Linked DNA regions of Mus musculus: all the other regions are linked to region 1. The links are chromatin contacts, called in public Hi-C maps. All regions are on one chromosome and are shown on one strand. Each heading gives the region's core, a stretch centred on a gene start, on an enhancer-like site or on the middle of the called end of the contact. The rest is flanking DNA. Distances are from core to core; before and after follow the strand shown.

What was found. Hi-C and Micro-C count contacts between places; a contact is called where the count stands out from the background.
Region 2: a contact with region 1 is called in a Hi-C map of pro-B cells, with 3 times the contacts expected there. The contact joins two enhancer-like sites. A contact is called at or near these places in 1 of 15 datasets of contacts at CTCF or cohesin (large pre-B cells), 2 of 484 Hi-C or Micro-C datasets (pre-B cells and pro-B cells) and 1 of 115 datasets of contacts at active chromatin or transcription factors (fibro-adipogenic progenitors).
Region 3: a Hi-C map of pre-B cells shows a contact between it and region 1, with 4 times the contacts expected there. The contact joins two enhancer-like sites.

Annotation. Positions count from the first base shown.
Region 1 is chr2:6,705,985-6,709,109 of GRCm38.p6, reverse strand. The region is part of intron 2 of Celf2 (CUGBP, Elav-like family member 2); the gene reads left to right. Among named protein-coding and RNA genes, the nearest start is that of Celf2, 180 kb to the left of the region's middle. Within about 2 kb of position 1,614, at least 128 of the 459 cell types and tissues checked have an H3K27ac peak or open chromatin away from gene starts, as enhancers often do. A contact at or near this core is called in pre-B cells and pro-B cells, where this site is marked.
Region 2 is chr2:7,113,724-7,116,848 of GRCm38.p6, reverse strand. It overlaps a transcript of Celf2 not described here. Among named protein-coding and RNA genes, the nearest start is that of 5031426D15Rik, 190 kb to the right of the region's middle. Within about 2 kb of position 1,553, at least 75 of the 459 cell types and tissues checked have an H3K27ac peak or open chromatin away from gene starts, as enhancers often do. A contact at or near this core is called in pre-B cells and pro-B cells, where this site is marked.
Region 3 is chr2:6,374,781-6,377,905 of GRCm38.p6, reverse strand. All of the region lies in intron 2 of Usp6nl (USP6 N-terminal like), which reads right to left. Among named protein-coding and RNA genes, the nearest start is that of Usp6nl, 54 kb to the right of the region's middle. Within about 2 kb of position 1,610, at least 54 of the 459 cell types and tissues checked have an H3K27ac peak or open chromatin away from gene starts, as enhancers often do. A contact at or near this core is called in pre-B cells, where this site is marked.

The DNA of each region.
Region 1 (3,125 bases), core at 365-2,864:
ATTCGGAATTGGTCCTGTTGCCATATTTCACACACACACACACACACACACACGTGTACATGAGCATGGCTGCATAAGAAAGTGAATATGGCTAATCATTCTCACTTTCCACAGGACTTTTGAAGGTTCTTCTTTAAATCAGCTTAGTTTGGTATTTGTTTTCTTTATGTCTGTGAGAATGTTTAGCAACAGAATATGGGTTTATTTAAAAGAAAATATAACCCACATGCTTGACTGCATTGAGAGTAACCAGTGAAAGAACAACTACATTGTGCACACCACTGCTGCCCTCCAGGCACATTGTCCTTCTCCCTGCTCCTAATAGAGACAGGGAGCATCCAGCTTCAGTGTTGACACTGAGCAACATGCTTCAGTGGGACAAAACAAAACTGGACTTTGGGGGGTTTGTTTATTTGTATATATTTTAAAGTCTTTTGTAAAATACTCAATAAGGAATTACATTTTATAGTGAAGGGCCATTTTGTCCTTTCTCTTTCCGACTCCTTAAGTAACTTGTTCACTTTGGTGATGATACTGATTAACCCAGGACAGGATAAGGAGATCTTTTAGCTCCTGCTGTTTCCAAAACATTTCCCCCATACTGTAATGAAAGGGGAGGAGAGGTTTGTGGGCAGTTACAATCTCCATCGATCCTGAGGGAAGCTGATGTGTTTTAACAGTGGCCTTAGAGGGCAACCATGTGTAGCTCAATTCACACAGCCTGATTAAAACAAGTAATAAACAAACAAACAGCAGCACAGGGTTCCTGGGAGAAGGTAAACTTTGACTGGGAGCTCTTGCCACATTACCTGCTGCGTGCCCTCTGTCCTACTGCAGTGTCACTTGGTCTTTTACTAAGCAACCCAGTTAGGCAGAGAAAAGTAAGTGCCATTTCCAGGCCCAGTCCCCACTCCTCGCCAACCAGGCTGCTGAGTGTGTTACTCTCTTTGTGAAGTGGACATCTGTCAAACGGGAGCTCAACTGTGACTAGCAGTTCATTTTACACAGGCCATCATACAGCTGCCAGATGGTGACAGGCCTTAGCTGTTTTGTGAGTCCAGTGTGAGTTGTTCAACTCGAGAAGTGGAAAACACAGTCTTTCCACAAGCCTATGACTCTTCAGAGAAAATGCTTCTGGAAGCCAAGACTTTGCTCTAATCTGAGTGAAGGTAGAAAAAGACTTAAGAAAGGGTAATGAGTAAATATACCACATTTAAAAATTGCTTCTTTTAGGTTTTAGTCTTTATCTAATTGTGCTTTAATCTGTGTTTGGAAGCACTGCTTTTAAGCCAGACATGCCAGACTTTAGAGTTAAGTCCCAAGGCCAATAAGTTTGAGATCATTTAAGAAACAAAAGGGGAGTGCCATGGCAGAACCTAGTTGTCTAACCAAGCTCAGTGCCATGGCAGAATGTGGTTGTCTAACCAAGCTCATCACTAGTGTGTGGACCTGCCACACATCCTCAGGACTGGGATGCTTGGGAGATAAGGAAGAGATACTGGCTCTGGCTTCCTTCACCATGCATCAGCCAAGGAGCTGCATGAGAGTGAATAGAACTGTGGTGAGCTGCCCTAGCAACAGTCCTGTGCTACCGACTCTCCATCACATGTCTGCAATGAAAACACTGTGCTTTGAGAGGACTTTAAAGTCAGGAAACCGTTAAACCACACTGCATCCTCCTTTGCCCTCAACCACTCCCCCTCCCCCCCTCAGGAAAATGGACCCTCTTTTATAGAACAGGAACCTGAAACAAAGATTAAGTGGTATGTTTGAACAGAGTTTATAATCCCAGGAAAATTGCTGATCTAGTCTTAAAATCTAACACATCTTTCAGAGTAATTTTTAATGTTCTTGCTTCTTTTACCTAAACCATGTGTGTTTCTTGTGACCTTGATTTAACCTTAATAGTGTATATGAAGTTCAAAAGGCAGCTTAGCCTCCATCTTTTTTGTTCCTGGCATTTTTTTTTTCAAATAAAAAGAGTCATATAATATTATACTGTTAAAAATCAAAGCTCGATGAACACTTTGAAAATCTTTTTGAGTTTTTAAGACTTATTTTCATAAATCTTCATACATTTCTTGTTAGAAGAATGTCTTTTGTATTCCAAAAACTCCTATGCCTCGATCAGTGTCTAGAATGAGAGAGACATTCAAAATTCTCCGAAGACTGACTGAATGAAATGAGCTCTACTTTGTGGCTTAGCACTAGCTTACCCGTTTTTAGTTATTCTCACCAAGCAGGCACAAGCTTCTGTACATCTGTGCGCTTACACTGCCATCCCTATGTGATAGACAGTGTGAGGTAGCCTGGAAATACAAGGACAGCGTGGTCTAGGTCCACAGCGTTTTAATACTCTTTTAGAAATTGGAGTAGAGTGTACCATTTTATAGTTGAATTTGTGTTTGTCTGTGCTTGCACATGCATGTATGTATTATAGAAAGGGGAATTGTAACATTCTTTTTTAAAGCTGTGACCAAAGAAATGATATTAACAATAGTAATGTACAAATCAAACAAAAGAATATCAGTACTGTTCTGTGTTCATTTTCGATGTGTGCATTACCTTGCCAGATACACACTAAAAACCAGACTTCTAATAGTAGAACTTACTAGGTTTCAGGGAAGGCTGCACCTAACCTCTACTCAGCACAGCTAAAAAGGAAGTTTTCACTTGGGCTGGCAAGATGACTCGTTGGTTAAGTGTGCTTGTTGGACAAGGCTGATGATTTGAGTTTGATCCCCAGGACCCACATGAAAGGGGTCGGTAAGGACAGACGTCACCAAGTTGTCCACACACACCTTTTTTTTAAAAAAGATGTTTGCTCTACCCACAATCCTGCTGTGATGTCTGTTAGCACTCCAAAATGTACAGAACTGAGGCGCTTCTTATGTGTGGTTCTATTTATTGACGCATTTATAACCCTCAGTTACTTGGGACCAGAAGGAGCAGACCGACAGTGCGTTTTATAAATTGCTGAACTGACACTTTTGGTACTGGGGCATATGCGCTTTACTAGCTTCAGTACATCTCTGTGCCAGGTTTAATTTCTGTTTCCCCTTCGCCTACCAGATAGAACACTAACTTTACATAAAAGGTATGGACTTGAATGATGGTATAACTGA
Region 2 (3,125 bases), core at 304-2,803, 410 kb before region 1:
TCTCTTTAGCATGAAAGAAATGTCCAGAGAAAGAAAAGAAGAAAGCAAAAAAGAAGGATTGAAGGAAGGAAAGGAGGGAGGGAGGGAGGGTGGGGGGAGGGAGAGAGAGGGGGAAGGACGGAGGAAGCGACCAAGTACAATGTTTCCTTATTATTCTGTCATGGAGTTTGTCCCAGGATGACTGTATGCCATGTAGTTTAAAACTTACAGGGAGCCTTTGAAAAAACGAAGCATGAAAGTCTATAAACTGGTTCCTTGTAGGATGAACTTAATCGAGCCTCCAGCCTTTCTCTCCCCCCTATCAGTTGTATTCCAATGCCCACAATCTATCTATAGGTGCCACCAATGAAGGGTTAGCAGTTGGATGATATTGGCATAGCTATCAGCAATCTGCAGATTTTCATTTGGGGTTGTGGCATCCTGAAATAAGTTGAAGCAGAAATAATATCCCTGGGTTGAGAGATTTCAAATTCTATTTATTGATAGGTGAAGTACAGGACCAGATACTAGTAAGTGAACAAAGTTGGCAGAGGGTAGAAATAACTTTCAGACTCCCAGCCACAACAGTGAAAGAGAAAACAAAAAGAAGAGGAGACACCAGCTGCTCTTTATTCTTTGGTGTGTTAAGCTTCACTACACCTGGGGCTCTTTATTTGCCTTTCTTTGGGCTCCCCGGTTTGCTTTATTCTCTCTGGAACTCTGTAAGGAATCAGCAGCATTAAATCCTGCAGCAATGCTTGCTGGGAAGCCCAGAGAAGTCACCAATATGAGTCAGCATAATAACATCTTCCTGTCTGGAACAAAGGCAGCATTCATCATCATTTAAGTGGACATATGATGCTGCTAGTCAAAGCCTCAGCCACAGATCACATCAGTGTCCCATTACAGAGGCAGCACTGTCCCAGGACCCGCTTGGAATAGGAATCTCAAGGCTGGGCTGGATGGTGGGGGTGTCTCACTCAAGCTTCAAGGAAAATTAAAGGCACTAAATCAGCTGGTTAATTATCTGTGTCATTGACCTTGGAGCCTTAATGGGAAAATGTATTTCAGACACCGAATGCCTGTAAACAAAGAATTATAAGGTGTAGTACCCATCTCATAATTGACAGACCGGAGTGCATTTAAACAGTGTACACTTTCCTCTATGACATTTGCTTCTGTCCCTCTGATTATGTCTTCTTCAATTTCCCCCAAAGCGATACAATGTGTCTTATAACTTCACTTGTCTTTAAAGTTGTGCATGAGCAAAGATTCTCCAAGAGCTTTTCCTATCTCCCAGTTGTCTTCTGCATTTCCTTAACCTTGCCAGAAGCTGAAGTCCTCAGATCCTTGCTACGTTGTTGAAGGAACTACCATCAGTGAAGAAAAAGACTGCAACACACAGTACTACCATCCTTTCTGTGATCTAACATTCAATTTCATCACCATGGCAAATCCCAAGGGCATTGTGCTGTGACTCCATGGTGAAAAGAAAAACACAGCATGGTAATGCTGAGCCCAACCCAGCCTGCGTGAAGCAGGTGTCAGCCTGGAGCCAGCACTGAAGGCATCAGTGACCATTCACTGAGCAGTCAGGCATGGCTCATCCTGACCCTGCACCTCAAGGGAACTGCGTGGCCCTAACAGCACACAGAAGAGTCACCAATAGTAGAGAAGTCTAAATTCTTGTCTTCTACTTCTTGCCAAAAATTAAGGAAGTCAGACTTCATGGTTTTCTGAATATGCCTGCGTATATTAAAACCACAGAAATAAGACACACTACAGTCAAGAAAAGGACATAGTCCTCCTAGTGTGACGTTTCTTTATTACCATTCATTGGCCGGCCTCTCATTTTTCCATGAGATTCCCTCTTTATCCCAACGTGGTCCTCCCCTTTGCCCCTCAAACTCTGTGGTTCTGGAAGTCTTCCTCTTGCTCCTGAACGGATTCCATCCAGAGAGCCGCTTTGTTTGCTCTCCATTGTGTGGGAAGAACTGGCCATTTTATTGGTTCATTCACTATCCTGGTTCCTGTTCCTTACACCATTATTGCTTGATTCGTTTAACTCATAAGGCACCAGAAAGAGAGACTGACAGGAATAGGGAAGGAAGAGGGGGAGGAGAGAAAAGAGAGACAGAAGGGATGGGATAAAAGGGAAGAGAGAGAAAGAGACACGGGAAAGAAAGTAGAGTGGGAGAGAAGGAGATTATCGAAGCTTCTGGGTTCCTAGAAAGAAATTCAACCTATGCTAGACTTTTACATACACCAAGATTTCCAGCTCGTGCTTAGGACCGGAGACAGCATTCCAGGATGCTCTGGGAAAGACTAGCATCCAGCTTTGAGAGAGAAGCTCTCTGGGCTCAGGCTCAGTCCCAGCTAATTTAATGTCTGTGCCAAGGAAATTTTCTGTGAGTGGAAGCACTTAACTCCTTAAGCAAACAATTCAAGAAAGATCTACGGAAAATAAGGTTTAGAGAGGGGGGGGGGGGAGTTGTTGGTTTCTAATAAGTCCTAGCACTTCATATTACACGCTCTAGATTTTACCCCAAGATTTCCCATAGATGGTCTCAGCTGCTCTGAGCATGTGCTTAATAGATAGATACTTGCTCCCTGGGAACTGAGAGAAAAAAAAAAACCAGGAATCACATGAGATTGTCCATAAGTCAGGATGTCACTGAGAGCAAAGGCTAGCTAAATTCGAACACATGGAGCAATGGGTTTTTCTCTTGTGAGAAGTCATCTGAGCACTTGTGATCTTTGGACATTTGGGGGCAGCTTTCAACGCTTCCCATTTACTGCCCAGGGAAGCAACTCTCTCCCTGTTGTGAGCCTTGTGAGCTTGCTTGTGAGATGAATTTGCTAATGGGCTTGAGGGTGGAGATCACTTACTTAGGCTCCAACAATCTGTGATTATGAAACACAGGCCCTCCAGATCCCACAACCTGGCCAGGCAGTCCAGGACAGGAAAATGCGCTCTGGATAGTCATGGATTGAAGTGACACACTTCACAGAGCTGCCCTGGGCATAAACGGGTAGACTCTAGCAAGAATGAAATGTGCATACTCTTTATTGTGTGCCATCTCATGAGAATACAGTCACAGAACTCTAGAACGGTGCTTAACAAAAGGAAGAAGCATAAGCCTGGG
Region 3 (3,125 bases), core at 361-2,860, 330 kb after region 1:
AAGCATTTCAATATGTACATGTGTGTTTATTATGCAACGGTATTACTTACATTCCATTGCTACTATTATGCTAATAAAGTTGTTGAGTTTGGTGGCTTGTATACTAGGTTAGATCTCCTTTACATTACAAGGACCAAAAGTGTTATACAAATGTGCTGGTCACTCATCAACAGACCAGATAAATTAAGTTAGCAATGAAAGGCCAGCTTCACAAATATCAGCTAGCATTAATTATTCTGTATAGTCTAATCTCCTCACATCAGAAACATGAAATAGGTATCATTACTGGTCATTAAACAGATAGGAACATTATTAGATTAATTAACCTGCAGAGATCTTACAGCTTTTAAGCTCCAGAATAACACTGCGACCAAAGCAATGAGGCTGCAAGCTTTTCTAAATCTGTCACATGCTCTATGAATAAGCAAAATGAGAAGCAATCAAACCATGGTTTGTCAAGAAAACTTGTCAGCATTAGCTCAACATTAAATAAGGGCAAGAGCCAAGGAAATACGCTTGCGTTCAGGAGACAGAGGAGGGTAAATAAAGCTGCAGAGCGAGCAAGGCCTGGTGAAGAGCAGCTTCTCGGATCAGCTCCCATGTAAACTGGGCCTCACTACCTGTCAGATGACACAGCTCCACCGTGCTCAGGCCACAGCCCCCACTGCCAGTTACATGCTCCAGAAACTCTCAACTGTACATTTCAAATGAGAAAGTGAGACTTGGAGGTAAAGCTACTTGTCTTACACTATGTTAGCATGGAGCCCCAAGCTCAACATGTGTATCAAGGCACAGCACCACAGAAGGTAAAGAGACATGAGAACACATCCCAGTAAATAAAGGATATGCCACCAAGAAAACAGCGCCCAGGAGCCAGGAAGTGGGCTGGTGGATTTCCACAGTCTCAAAGCAATAGGCTCTGGTTGTGTTTCTACAAGCAACTATCCTCCCCACGTAAGAGGAGACGCTGCCGTGATTCCTCGGCATGCTGACTCGCTACACTCTAAGGTGCGTGGTGCTGAAGTGGTTTCCCTTCACTGGAATCATTATAAAGTGCTAACGTGTTTTAAGGATACAAGATGGACTTTTGTAGAAGCTGCTTATTATAAACAAGTATGCAAGTTTCTTCAAGAGTTAAACTGAAGTAGTTTGGTATTACTGCATGTACCATTAAGTACAATAAAGCTTTATTTTTAAAAAATATCTTACTAGCTTCCAACTGCAAGTTGATGGGCAGGAAAAAAAAAGCGCCCACAAAGGGCTTTTGTACCCAATATCCTGTCTCTAATTTATACTCCAGTTAACAGAAGTCAGTTCTACAGTAATTTTGTTCAATTCTTTCCAATCTCTTTTATATATCTATATAGCACATACACTCTTTGGAGCAAAAACTTAATTCTAAAGATCAAACTTTAAAGGCAGTATTTTTAACATATCTACCACTGGCAAATTATGGTATGTGAATATTATACAAAGACTTCAGTATTTCCCAACAAAGACAGTTTCGTAAAGCAAACTCAGTATCCTCCACAAAGCTTGAGGGCAGGGCGTGAGCTGACTGTCCCTGCCTCAGTGAAGGCACAGCTGCTTCAGACAGCATCCGCTTAAACCCAACTTTGGTATCACTTTGAATATCAGTATGAATAAATTAAAAGTAGAGCAGGAGCAGAGTTGTGGCTCAGTTGGTAAAGTGATTGTCCTCCAAGCATGAAACCCACATAAAAAAAGCAGCTGCACCGGGCGTGTGCTTGTAGTCACCCCAGCTCACGCCAGCGCTAGAACGGCAGACCCTAGGTCCTAAGTTCCAGTGAGGCTGTCTCAAAAAACAAGGTGGATGGCTCCTGAAATATATACTCTCAAGGCTAACCTATAGCTTCCACATGCACAGGTATGAACATGCACACTCTCATACATATGTATCCCCTTACACAAACACATAAGTAAAACTAGAGTTGGCCTGGACAAACTCTTAACTTACACATGAGTAGTTCACAACTTCCTGTAAGAAGCCTGAACTGTTGTACAGTGTACATGACACTATATCTTCAATGTAACAAGTCCTTATTTGGGCATTTTAAGACTTTTTATTTTTTTATTTTACTTTATTTTATTTTATTTTTTCGAGACAGGGTTTCTCTGTATAGCTCTGGCTATCCTGGAACTCACTCGGTAGACCAGGCTGGCCTCAAACTCAGAAATCCGCCCTGCCTCTGCCTCCCAAGTTCTGGGATTAAAGGCATGTGCCACCACTGTCCATCTTAAGACTTTTTTAAACCACATTTATTTACATGCATGCACCCACTTATCACATTGAGACAGAGGAATTTTTGTTGGGCACCAGCAGGATGGGAATAAAGTTGCCAGTACTTTAATCCTGAGACAAATTTTGAAAAATAACTTTTAAAATAGCTACAATTTATCTAGTTGTAACCCTTGTATGTGGGCCATGAGTGAGGAAACCTGCCCACGGCAGCCAGAGGAGGCAGAGCCGCGCCTGTAGGGAAGGACAAAGCCCTGGACTCCTGAGGACGATGCCTGGAAAGAATGGGCAAGAGAAATGGCTCCAGCTGTGGGGGTAGGAGGTCTGAGGACCCCTCAGCTCTGTGTGACATTTTCTCTGGCCTTAAACTCACTCCTCAGTTGAACAGCTTTCCCTCATTCTCTACTTGTTGGTTTTTCCTCAATTCTGTCACTTCCCTTCCTTCTGCTGACAGTACAGAGATGAGGTCTCTGGTGCTCATCACATCCTTGATATCTGAAGATTTTATATTTATCAATTCCAGCTGTGCAGCAACTCCTAGAGGTAGTATGTATCAATGGGTATTTTCCTGAGACACTGTGACTAGAAAACCCAATCACTGACCTAGCAAGTCAGCCTCACTGCCTAGCTATGCTAGTCCCTGCCAATGTAGCTTTGTTTTTCTTGACTATCACAGGACAGAAAGCTGTGGAGATGGCAGTGGGGGTGGGGATGGGGGTGAGGATTACCAACAAAAACTAAACAAAACAAAAAAAATGCATTAGCCTCAGTAATTAAAAAAAAAAAGAAACATTTATTTCATGTATATGAATGTCTTACCTACATGTATGTCCATGCTACATGCTCTGCATGCCTGAGAACATCA